Linked DNA regions of Mus musculus: region 2 is linked to region 1. Evidence: chromatin contacts called from public capture Hi-C data. All regions are on one chromosome and are shown on one strand. Each heading gives the region's core, a stretch centred on a gene start, on an enhancer-like site or on the middle of the called end of the contact. The rest is flanking DNA. Distances are from core to core; before and after follow the strand shown.

The links. Capture Hi-C pulls out chosen DNA fragments and counts their contacts.
Region 2: a contact with region 1 is called in a capture Hi-C map of embryonic stem cells, with 2.5 times the contacts expected there. The contact joins two enhancer-like sites. A contact is called at or near these places in 1 of 484 Hi-C or Micro-C datasets (nephron progenitors) and 2 of 9 other capture datasets (adipose tissue and embryonic stem cells).

Annotation. Positions count from the first base shown.
Region 1 is chr14:45,362,369-45,368,548 of GRCm38.p6, reverse strand. It overlaps Styx (serine/threonine/tyrosine interaction protein), which reads right to left. Exons shown (of 11, transcript NM_019637.3): 5 at 1,890-1,950; 6 at 831-867; 7 at 203-242; 8 at 78-128. Among named protein-coding and RNA genes, the nearest start is that of Styx, 14 kb to the right of the region's middle. Within about 2 kb of position 3,233, at least 46 of the 459 cell types and tissues checked have an H3K27ac peak or open chromatin away from gene starts, as enhancers often do. A contact at or near this core is called in embryonic stem cells, where this site is marked.
Region 2 is chr14:45,491,792-45,497,971 of GRCm38.p6, reverse strand. The region is part of intron 3 of Fermt2 (fermitin family member 2); the gene reads left to right. Among named protein-coding and RNA genes, the nearest start is that of Fermt2, 35 kb to the left of the region's middle. Within about 2 kb of position 3,946, at least 9 of the 459 cell types and tissues checked have an H3K27ac peak or open chromatin away from gene starts, as enhancers often do. A contact at or near this core is called in embryonic stem cells, where this site is marked.

The sequences.
Region 1 (6,180 bases), core at 1,984-4,483:
CTTTAAATTCCCAACTATTTTATTAAGTCTGTTTAAGTGAGCGTGAACTGTTGCTAGGTTTGAGTGTGTTAGCTTACCTGTATTTCATCCCAAACGTCTCCATGATGTATGCAATGACAAAGGCAGCACTGAAGACAGAGAAACAGTTAGAATATACAACTCATAACTAAACACAAGAAACAAAGGTTATCTATCTTCATACCTTCTAGAGATACCTGCATTCCCATGGACAAGAACTTTTCCTGAAAAATTTTGAAAAATAGTTAATCATCTAAAAAAATAAGATTTCGAATGTGAATGTAAAATATACTAAAGCCACATATCAGGCTAAGGTGAATCTTCCTTAGATAGTTTATTTCCTGTACTTGCCACTTAGTTATTAATTTTCAAGGCTTTATTTTAATTACGTAGAGAATACAACAGATTTTAGGGGAAAATGAAAGTAGTTCAGTGGAAAAATTTTAAAAAGCATAAGATGATATTAAGTAGCTGGGAAAATATACATTTGAATATCATCTATCATATAAATATAGAATTTCTCTATCCTACATTTAGAAAAGATATCAACTAAAAGGTTATTGTAACAAAAACTCCTAAAAATAAAACAAATGCTATTGCCCGGAGAGATGGCTTAGTGGTTCAGAACGCTTGTGGCTCTTGCAGAGGACCAGGTTTGATTCTCAGACCCACAGGGCAGCTCACAACTATCTGTATTCTAGTTATACAGGATCAGACGAACATTTCTGGCCTCTACAGGCCCCAGGCACACATGTAGTGCACATCCATACATGTAGATATAAATGTTTAATAACAGAAAAAAAATTACTTACCTCCATTTTGTAAGCTTCCATCAATAAACTCTTTAGTCTGAGGTAAGAGAGAACATGTTACAAAAAGCATGTAGAGTAAGATGAATATATTATACAATAAAACAAAAGGAGGCTGAAAGTTACAGAGAAACACCTAATCTTTAAAAAACACAATTCTTGGGCTGGCAAGATGGCTCAGCAGGTAAAGGCACCTAATCAACAAGTCTGATGACCCAAGTTCTATCCTGGAACACATGGTAGAAAGAACAGACTCCAAAAGCTGTCCTCTCATCTTCATAGTGACACCATGGCACACAAAGTGTGTGTACATGCATGAGCACAAACACAAAACATGTAATACAATTAAAAAAAAAAAAAAAACCTTGATGAAGAGACTGGTGAGATGGCTCAGTGGTGAAAAGCACTTGTCCACTGCCTGTGCAGAAGGCCAGGGGAGGTTCCTAGAACTCCTATGATGGCTCCTAACCATCCCTACCTACAGTTCTAGAGGACCCAACACTATTGATTTCTATGGGCTCTTGTACCCATGTGACACACATGCACACATTCAGGCAACGCACATAAGTATTAACAACAATAACAAACCTTCAGTGATACAACTTTTAAAGGTTTTTTTTTAAAGACCTTCTTTCTCTCTCTCTCTCTCTCTCTCTCTCTCTCTCTCTCTCTCTCTCTCTCTCTCTCTCTCTCTCTCCCCCTCCCTCCCTCCCTCCCTCCCTCCCTCCCTCCCTCCCTCCCTTCCTTTCCTTCCTTCCTTTCCTTCCTTCCTTCCTTTCTTGTTTTATTTTTCGAGACAGGGTTTCTCTGTGTAGCCCTTGGCTGTCCTGGAACTCACTCTGCAGACCAGGATGGCCTCGAACTCAGAAATCCACCTGCCTCTGCCTCCCAAATACTGGGATTAAAGGCATGCACTACCACTGCCAGGCAATATTTCACTTTCATTATAAAGTAAAGCCTACATTTTTTTTTCAGTGATAAAGCAGCATAAATAGTTCTACAATCTAAATTATTAGGTCCAAATCATAAATTTTTAAGTGATATAAAAATACCGATACTTACCATAGGGAAAAAACGTATTATGTTTTCAACTGGATTATCAGCAATATCCAAAACTAAATATCTGAAAACAAAGTTTATGGTGATTATACTCTTAGATAAATCTCCAGACAAAAACTTAAAGTTTTAAAATAAAAATAACATTTCATCTCTTTGTTTATAATAAGCTATCATTCTTAACTACATTTCCATTGCATTTATCTTTCATGTAAGCAACTCATCTATCATGTGATATCTGTGTATTAAAATTTTGACTTTGTTTTTTTCATGATAGTTTTCTGTGTAGCTCTAACTGCTTTGGAACTTGATTTGTAGACCAGGCTAACCTCAAACTCTAGAGTCTACCTGCCTCTGCCTCTGCCTCCAAAGTACTAGGATTAAAAGCATGCACCACCACCACCACCCAGCTAACAGTTTGAGTTTTTAAGCTACTCTTTATTCTATGAGCTCCATTTCCCTGTATATTTTTACTATGAAAAATTTGTATCTATTTTAACATAATTATTTGTTATTTTGAGAATTTCAATAGATGCGTACAGTATATTTTGATTATATCTTCCATTGTTTCCCCATATTCCTCCAGGACAGAGACTCTACTTCCACCTCTCATACTTCACACCCCTTTAAAAAAATTCATTTTTTCTTTTTCTTTTCTTTTTCTATGTAGCTCTAGCTGTCTAGAACTTTGCCTCCCCAGCGTTGGGATTGTGTGCTACTACTAAGGTGTCATAGTTATTTTTTTAAAAAGGTTTTATGCCGGGCAGTGGTAGCGCATGCCTTTAATCCCAGCACTTGGGAGGCAGAAGCAGGCGGATTTCTGAGTTCAAGGCCAGCCTGTCTACAAAGTGAGTTCCAGGACAGCCAGGGCTACACAGAGAAACCCTGTCTCAAAAAACCAAAAAAAAAAAAAAAAAAAAAAAAAAAAACCTCTAAAAGGGACGGAAAAGCGAGTCACGTGCCTGACACCACACAGCCCCCAACTCCATAATTCTGTGACTACCAGTCACACAGACAATGTCCCAAGCTTCTGGCATTCTGAATAGACTCCACCTATTCAGTTACCTGACTATAGCTAGGTATGCTCCTTCCCACAGTTACCTGATAGTCCAGCCCACTATAAAAGGAGCTGCTTGGCCCATCCTCCCTCGCTTTAAGCTCTCACCTTTCTTACTCTCTAGCCCTTCTTCTCCCCCCCCAACCCCCCATGGCTGGTCTCTCTATCTTCTCTCTCCCAGCCTTTCTACAATAAAGCTCTAAAACCATAGACTGTCTCTGCTCATCAAGGCCTGTGGTGCTTGAACAATGGGATAGGCTTGCCCCTAACTAGCCTCGTCTAACCTCCCGCCAGAAGGCCTTCCTATGCTTCAACCACAGACTCGACCAAGGACTACCAAGGACTCTAGCCTGTGTGGGAACCATCAAGCATCCTCTTCTCCCTTCGGCCTCGGAGCTGGGAGCTGACCAAGCCGCCCGGGGCCCCCATTTGTTCTCAGCTCCTCCATGGTATCCAGCGTGGGATGCCGGAGGCTGGGAACCTGGTGTCTAGGACTGTCCCTCGTCCACTACCCGCTGAGCTGGGATCAGTGGCTTCACACTGCCAGCCAGCCACCTGGGGCCATGGAGAAAGCATGCGGCAGTCCTCCCGTGTCCGCCTGCCCAGAGCACCGGAACTCTGGCAGTGCCTGCTCTAAACTCTGCCTCCTCAGACAGCAGTGTTTGCTCTGAGCTCTGTTTCCTCTGCCAGCTGGCATGAGGTTCTGAGGTCTCTGCAGGCCAGAGGACAAGATTCGTGCTCTCACACTGGCCAACAGGCTATAGCCACATTGGCTAAAAAGCCTTTCAAACAACCCTCTATGCTAATCTTTTTTTCAATTTTCATCTCCTTCTGCTTTCCAAGAAAAAACAAAGGGGGAAAACCTGTCAGCACATGGCAACCTCATGGCATGCCCCTTCCCCCATCCAGCTAAGCCCGCCAAAGCTGCACCGGAGGCTTTGCTCCCCTCCCCCTGCAGGAACACCTAAATCTTGCTTTTCAACCCAAAATTTTCTTGCTTCTTTATTTAAATGCTTATTTTCGCTCTAGTATTCATGATATATGTCCAAAAAAATCTTTCAACGTGTTTAAGATTTCCTTTAAGGTTCAAAAGACATCTAATCTACTTCCACAGGTCAAATCAACTGGGCTGATTACCAACATCCAACCCTTAATTAACAGTTTCCTTTGACAATCTGTTACTGTGTACCCCAGATACACAATTAACATATTTTCTTCCTCAGCCATCCAAAGCAGACTTGAAGGATGCCTGCCTTCCAGGACTAAATCCCTCAAACACCCTCAGTTTTCTAGGATCCTAACAAGGGACCATGATGTGCTCCCAAACAAACAATTGCAGGCATAGTGTTTGCTATCCACCCTACGCAGACATCCCCTGCTGGGGTTCTGCTCCTCTGTTACAATTACTCTACAGGTCTATGTCCACATGGTACCTGCTGCCACAGCTCCAGCTGAGACAGCGCCATCTTCTGAGACCTACAGACAACAAAGCTGCCTTTCTCCCAAAACCTTATCTGACTGAAGACTCCCGAATCATGTGCTGAAGCCCTCAGAAGACAGTTTTAAGATCCTCCAGCCGAAGCCAAACGCCTGCAGAACTTGGGGGAAGTTACATGATAGCAAAACAAACAAACAAAATCAAGTCTATCTAGATTAATTAATTGCTGTTCAAAACTGATGTTATTACACTCAAATTGTCCTACCCATGAAACAATTGACTGATAATCTCTTGCCTTCCCAATCCTTACCTGTCATCCTCCTTACTGCTCTGGCTTAGTTGTGCTACTCCTCTAGGTTTTCTTCTAATACTTCCACCCTACCCTAAATTTTTACCATGAATGACACAGTCACTCAGTGACCCCTCCCTTTAAAAAAAAAAGAAAAAAGAAAAAAGGAAAGGAGATGTGGGGCTGTGATAGGCTGCCTATTTTGGTTGAATGAGGCTTGCTCCGGATGCCTTTAATCCCAGCACTCAGCTGGAGCTGTGGCAGAGGCAGGTGAATTTCTGAGTTCGAGGCCAGCCTGGTCGACAAAGTGGCCCATCCTCCCTCTCTTTAAGCTCTCACCTTTCTTACTCTCTAGCCCCCCCCCCCCCCAACGTGGCCATGGCCGGTCTCTCTCTCTTTCTACCTTCTCTTTCTCCCTACCTTTCTACAATAAAGCTCTAAAACCAGACTGTCTCTGCTCATCAAGGCCTGTGGTGCTTGAACAATGGGATAGGCTTGCCCCTAATGAGCCGTGTCTAAACTCCCCTCGCCGCCCCCCCCCCCCCCCCGCCCCCACGGCCTTCCTGCGCTCTAGCTATGGACTGGACCAAGGACTCTAGCCATCATGTGCCCTCTCCTCCCTTTGGCCCTGGAGCTGATCAAGCCGCCCGGGGCCCCCATTTGTTCTCAGCTCCTCCATGGTATCCAGCGCGGGTTGCCAGAGGCTGGGAACCTGGTGCCTAGGACTGCCCCTTGTCTACCACCTGCCGAGCTGGGGTCAGTGGCTTCACACAGCCAGACACCCACCGGGGGCCTATGGAAAGTGTGCGGCAGTATTCCACGCCCACCAGCCCAGAGCACTGGAACTCTTGCAGGACTCGGGTTTTCTCCTACTCCCCTCCTCCCACCATATCTCTAGGGACTGTGTCATAAACTTACGTTGACATTTAAAGCCTTACAACACACATCTGATATTTCAGTATAAAATGTTTATCTAATTAAAACAAAAAACATAAGCAGTAAAGAGCGCTTTAGAGTGAATCTAGAAAGTTAAAACAAAAAGTCCATCTACTCCTCACTCCTGTTTCCCGTCTCCATCAATCCCTCCGTGAGTCGGTGGGAAGACTCTCCAAGTCCAGTGGTCCCTGTCTTGAACCTTCACATTGGAATGTGGGAGAGGGAGCTAACAAAACGCTGTCGTGGCTCAGTCTGTAGCTCTAGCAGGTGGGAGGTCAAGGCAGGGGGTTCCAGGCCTGAGTTCCAGGCCAGCCTGAGCTACTGAGATTCCAGTTTCAAAAAAGCAAAGCAAGGGGAGAAGAGATGACTTGGTGGTAAAGAATATATAAGGCTCCCTTTACAGGTGGCTCCCAACTGCCTGTAACTTCAACTCCACAGAGAGTGGATACCTCCGGCCCCCAAGGGCACCCGGACTCACATGCACATATCTACATAATTTTAAAAAATATCTTTTAAAAAATGTCTGGTGAAACATTGAGTCAACCATTCATTGTTTTGAATTGATACTTAGTAAAGC
Region 2 (6,180 bases), core at 2,697-5,196, 130 kb before region 1:
CGGTGGTGCTGTTTGGGAAGGTTTGGGTTGCACCGTTTTGCTAGAGGAAGTATGTTCTTGGAAATGTCTGTTTTGTGCTCACAGTAAAAGATGTGGTCTCCTAGCTTCCTGTTCCTGTTGTCATGGTTTCTCATCATTATAGACTCTTACCTTTGTGAACCCGAAGACAAAATAAAATTCATCTATAGGTTGCTTTTGATCCTGGTATTTTATTTTATCACAACAACAAGAGAGTAATAAAGCATTGCCAATCTCAGGGCACATTGATGCTCTCTAGTTTGGACTATTATAAATAAAGCTGCTGGAGAAATCGCTCAGCAGGTAAAGGTGCTTGCCCCCTAGCCTGAAGACATGAGTTCAGTTTCTGAGACCCCTTAAAATCTAATTTCTGCAAATTGTCATCAGACCCTCCATATACACGTGCACACAATGAGTAAAGGAGAATGAAAATGTTGAATAAAGATGCTAAACTTGTAATTCTTGTAGGAATTCTGGTCCTAGTAGGAAACTTAAAAGAATGAAAATTTCCATTGCAAACCGCCCATACTGTTTTGCATTCTTAACTGCAGTACTTGAGAGTTCCTGTTGCCTGGTGTGGTGGATTAAATAAGAATGGCTCCTCAGGCTCATAAATTTGAATGCTTAGTCACCAGGGAGTGGCATTATTTGAAAGAATTAGAAGGATTAGGAGGTGTGGCCTTGTTGTCAGTGGGGGTGGGCTTGGAGATTTCATAAGCCCTGGCCAGACCCACACATTCCTGTGCGCGATCTCTCTCCCCTCCCCTCCCCTCCCATCCACCATCCCTCTCTCCCTCCATGCCTCCCTCTCTTATAAATTAGGCCATCTGAGAACTACAGACATTCTCTGCATATTCTGGATGTAGAAACTTTATTGGACATGTTTTAAAATTGTTTCTTAGTATGTCACTAGCTCTTTTGAAATGTTATTGAGAAAAGATTTTCATGTTTGTCAAAACCAATTTATGATCTCTATTTTCTCTCATTCCGTTTTCCTTGCTTTCTTAAATGATTTATTTAGTTCTCCTTTATGATTATAGTTATCTCTACTGGTGACTTTTGATCTATTTCCACTTTTATCTTCATAGTAATTGCTTTCAGGAGTGTCCAACTTCAGCCTGTGCCTGTATTCAGGATAGATGTGAATATAGCTTGACACAGAAAAATCACCTTACTTAAAACACTATTGGGCCGGGTGTGGTGGCGCAGGCCTTTAATCCCAGCACTTGGGAGGCAGAGGCAGGCGGATTTCTGAGTTCGAGGCCAGCCTGGTCTACACAGTGAGTTCCAGGACAGCCAAGGCTACATAGAGAAACCCTGTCTCAAAAAAACAAACAAACAAACAAAAAAAACATAAACAAAAAACACTATTGGGTTGGTTTTTTTGTTTGTTTTGGTTTTTAAACTGGATTTGTGCAGCTCTTGAGCAAGAATTTTGTAGCTGACAACAGTGTCACAGAGGTAAGCATGTCTGTAGAAGATTGTCTTCATTGTTCATTAATGTCGGAGAACCCAGCCCTTTGTGGGCAACTTTGCCTAAGCTGGACTCTGAAAGCAAAGAAAGCTCATTAACTGACAGCCACCATGGATTTCCTTTGTGTGTGTGATGGGACCAGTTGTCTTGAGTTCCTAATGAAAGAAAGAAAACTAAATTGAAGACTTCAAAGCCCTAGCAGAAAGTTTATTCAAGGTCCATGACTCGTGCGGCTTGCTAGTTAGGAGGGCTTTTTGGGCCTAGAGCAAAGAACAAAGGCTATAAAGTCATCCCAGGAACCAACTAGCCATAAAGATAGGGAAGACATACAAGAATGTCCAGACTGGCCCGGTGCCTCCCTATCTCCCGCCCTTCTGACCTAAGTTAAATGTTAACCAGATACTCTGCTGTTGCTTCGATCTGCACGTACAGTCTGCTGATGTTTAAATGGACCAATCATGTGAAACCTCGCCAATTCCTCCTCCAGCCCTAGGCCCAGCCCCTTTTCTATAAAAACCCCTAGCTTCCAAGCCTCACGGTCGAATCCACTGTCTCCTGCGTGAGATACGTTTTGACCCGGAGCTCCGCCATGTTTTACATCAAGACGGTCTGTTCCGAATCGGGAAGAGAGTGGGGGTTTCCCCACTAGGTTCTTTCACTGACTCTGAGACACTTCTGCAGTTACAGACCATAACCTGGAAATGTAACCCAAATAAACCCCTTCTTCTATAAGTTGTTTTTGATTAGATTGTTTTATCACAGCAATAGATATGAAACTGGTATGTATAGGGTTTTACTTCTTTATTTTTTTTAAATCTTGACTTTTGCCTTTATTTTTGAAATACACTATAGCTGAAGAATCTGAGCTTTCTCTCCCTCAGGTAATTGTTGTCTTTAAGTTGTTTTCTGGTTGACACGATTCCAGAAATGTCTGTTATTCTGTGCGTATGCTTTCTGTTTCCTTTTAGTGATGCATAAGTGTCTTATTTTTAATACTGTCTCTTGTTACATCTTCAAGTTCATTAGTCATTCCTCTGCCAGTCTGCTAACTAGCCTGCCCCGTGTATTTACCATAGCAAGTATGTTTTCATCACCAGAAGTTTGATTTTATTATTTATTTGAATCTTTCCTTTTTCTCTTCATTACGATTATTTCTCCATTTAAAGGCACACACACTATACATGGAGTAGCTCCTGTTGTTAGTGGCTGGTGCTTCATCTGGATAATTTCTGCTCCCTTCCTGCCTCCTCCCCTTTTCCTTCACTCAGAGTTATGGGCCATATTTTCTCTGCTTGGTTCCTCTTCAAGAGCAGCCACTGCTCCTCACCAGTTAGCCATCTCTCCAGTCAGTGCTCTGATGTTCATTTTCATCTCTTCTTTGTGGACTGCTGCTTCTCCTTGGAAGCTTGTAGGATCTTTACTCTTCTGTCTTGAAATTCCATAGCAATGTCCCTTGGTTAGGGATTTATTTCCGTCTGTTACTCTGGAGACTCCAGAGGGCCTGATTCTCATGTTACTGTTTCCTTGCTAGTTCTTCTCCCGAGTTTGATCATTCGCCTTTGGTGTGTGCTGTTGGGCGGTGTTCTTGGGTTGATCCTCTTAGTAATAACTGCTTGTCTTCTATACTAGAGTGGCACCACACTTTAGTTCTCACTGTTTGTATTTCCCCAGAGTGTTTGTTGCACAGATGGTCAATAGATTTAAGACCACCGGAATACAGTTGTACCTCAGTAGAATAGTGACGACGCATAGAACCCCCTCCCCTGCTGTTAATATCCAAACCTCTTAGTTTCTGCTTCTTTGATGCCCTGTCATCTCTCACAGAGGCCCTTCTCTCATCTTTATTAGTGTGTTTATTGAAGTAGTTTCATTTTATACTCCTACCATGCTTCTCCTTATTGCTTGTTTTGTGCATAAATGAACTCTACTACTGAGCTATGTATGTATATCTCTGACTTTTATATTTGAAACTGTTAGTATTTCATTGCCACCATGAGGAAATACCATAAGTTTAGCAGCTGAAAACAACACAGAATTTTTATATTTAGGCTGAAGGTCTGGGCACAGCAGCGTGACTCACCTAGGTCTTTGTTCCCTCCTCAACACTCTTGAGAGGGAGTTCTTCATGGCACAGTTTGGTTCCTTGTAGTTGTAGGAATAAGGTCCCAAGGCTCCCCACCATCGTTCCTGAGACCTTCTGAGTTCTCAAGTTCATCCGCTCTCTCCTGCCTCGTCTCTCTTGTGCCTCTTTCTTCAGCCTCTCTTTTGTATATAAAGGACGATGTGATTATATTGGACCCATCCAGATAACCCATCTCTCTCCCTAAGATCAGCTGCTTAGTAACCTTCACGGCAATGTCCCACATTGTTGAAATGTAAAGCAAGGTTTGCCCCTGGAGTCTCTCTCCTTGAAGCCTTTCTTTAAGTGACATTCACAGTTCTGTGATGATGCACCCTGGATTTCTAATAGGGAGGTTTGGGTGGGGCTTAGCCCACTGCCCTGCCTCAGGGAGCCAAGTCACCACACTGAGTTTTTCAGCTCATTAGCTCATTATCCTGCACTGTTAAGGTTTCTGTTGACTGGATCATATAGGCAGGTGGGGTGGATTTACCACAGTAATGGAGCAGGAGACTGTGGCAAAGTGTGCTTCCATCTACAGTGCTTTGGTTTTGCTGTTTCTTCGCTCCTAGCTTGTGACCCAGTGAGTCAGTGGGCCTTGCCTGTCTCTCCTCTCGATGCTTCACCACATTGGCCAGCCAGTTCCTGCTGATCTGTCTGGCTTATTTCTTCTCACTATTTGGTTTGTATTTGATATCATAGTTTTGTTTCTTGGAAACAAGATCCTGCTTTGTGGCCTAGACTTAGGCTGGCTTTGAACTTGCAGACATCCTGATGCCTCAGCTTCTCAAATGCTGGTATTATAAACGTATCCCATTACGTGGACCTCTTGATGCTGCTGTGCCCCCCTCCCCTTTATCAGCAGGTATTTCTTTGTCATTTTGGAAAAATTAAAACAATGGATGCGTAGACTCTTTATACTTAATCAGAAACTCACAAGAAATGTTTTCTTTGAAGGAAATCTAAAATTATTTTCCTCAGACACCCATGGTAGATTCATTCTTAGTTTCTCTATCTCTAGGCCCTATAATTTCACATATATATGCACTTGTGTTACACATACACGTACAATATTTATATAGTCCATCTAGATTATCAGTCAGTTTGATAATACTGATTTCATAAGCATTAAATGCCACTGTCATATAGTTTCATATGGTGGCAATACGAGCAAGGACATTGCTCTGTATGGAGCCTCATGAATGTCAGCTATGTTATTATTATGTCTATTATTCACTGGGATGGTATGTTTTATGTCTAACATTTTCATGACTCATAGTCCTATATTGTTCTCCAGTCCCACTCTTGTACTTAACTTAGATGTTTTAGATGTACCAGTTCCTGAAAAAAGACACAAAGTAAAGTCAGTAGGTTATATTTCTATTCTAAAAATGTAAAGTAGAATGTGTAGATGTGTATCTGCGTGCCAGTTTATGCATGTAAGTGCCGTAGTACCCATGGAGACCACAAGAGGGTGTTGGATTCCCTGGAAACTAAAGTTACAGGCAGTCGTGAGCCATCTGGCATGGGTGCCAGGAACGAACTTGGGTCCTCTACAAAAGCAGTATGAGCTCTTAATCTCTGAGGTATCTCTTTAGCCCATAAATCAGTAAATTCTAAATGTCCTTTCCTTAGTAAGATAGTCCCCTGCAGGAATGATTGGGTTTTCTTCTTGTCATCATTATAATAAAATGAAAGTCAACTCATCAGATTTCCTGTGCAGCCAGCGGCTTATGCAGATCAAGGGTGGGACTGTCAATAAGCAGGAGATAGATTGAGGCAAGCTCCTAAGCTTCTGTAAGAAGTAGGAATAAAACTCAATGTTTAGAGCTTTTATCAGAACAAGCTCCTGCGTGTGCTAAGCGCCAGAGAACACTGGAGAGGGAAGGTCTCCAGGCATATTGTTACAGTTTCTAGCCCATCTAGATTATCAGTCAGTTTGACATTGTTTACTATTTTGACTGGACAAGCAGTTTGCCTTGGCCCAGTTGGTTAAGAATTACTTGTCTGCTTATAATAGACTGAAAAGTTACTTCATAGTTCATTGTTGCTGTCTTAGTTACATTTATAGCTGTGAGCTGGACAGGAAATGACTTAGAGACAAAAATCTCAACGTACGAATGTGCAGTGCAGAAATTCTCAGAACCTAGGAAACATTCCAGAAACACTTAAGACTTCAGATGACACATGCTTGCCTTCCCCTCTCCAGCTGGTCAGTGACACAGAAGTGGTGGAAGTGTGTCACAGCTCGCCTGTGACTCATTTGGTGCCCTCCGATATTTTGGATTTTTCCCATATTCTAATGTAGTTTATCTAAGGGGAAACAACTATGGGGGGAGAAAGCTTGCCATCACCACCAACCTACCTGGCCCCCACTTAGTACTAAAGTATGAAGTAAGCTTAAAATTCCTTTTTCAAAAGATTTTTTATGTTTAGTTATGTATTTTTCTATCTGTTTTGGGGTATGTGCACATGAGTACAGGTTCCCTCAGACCAGAGGAGTTAGATCCCCCTGTACCTGTGTTAAAGGTGATTGTGAGCTGCCTGATGTGGGCGCTAAACTCCGGTC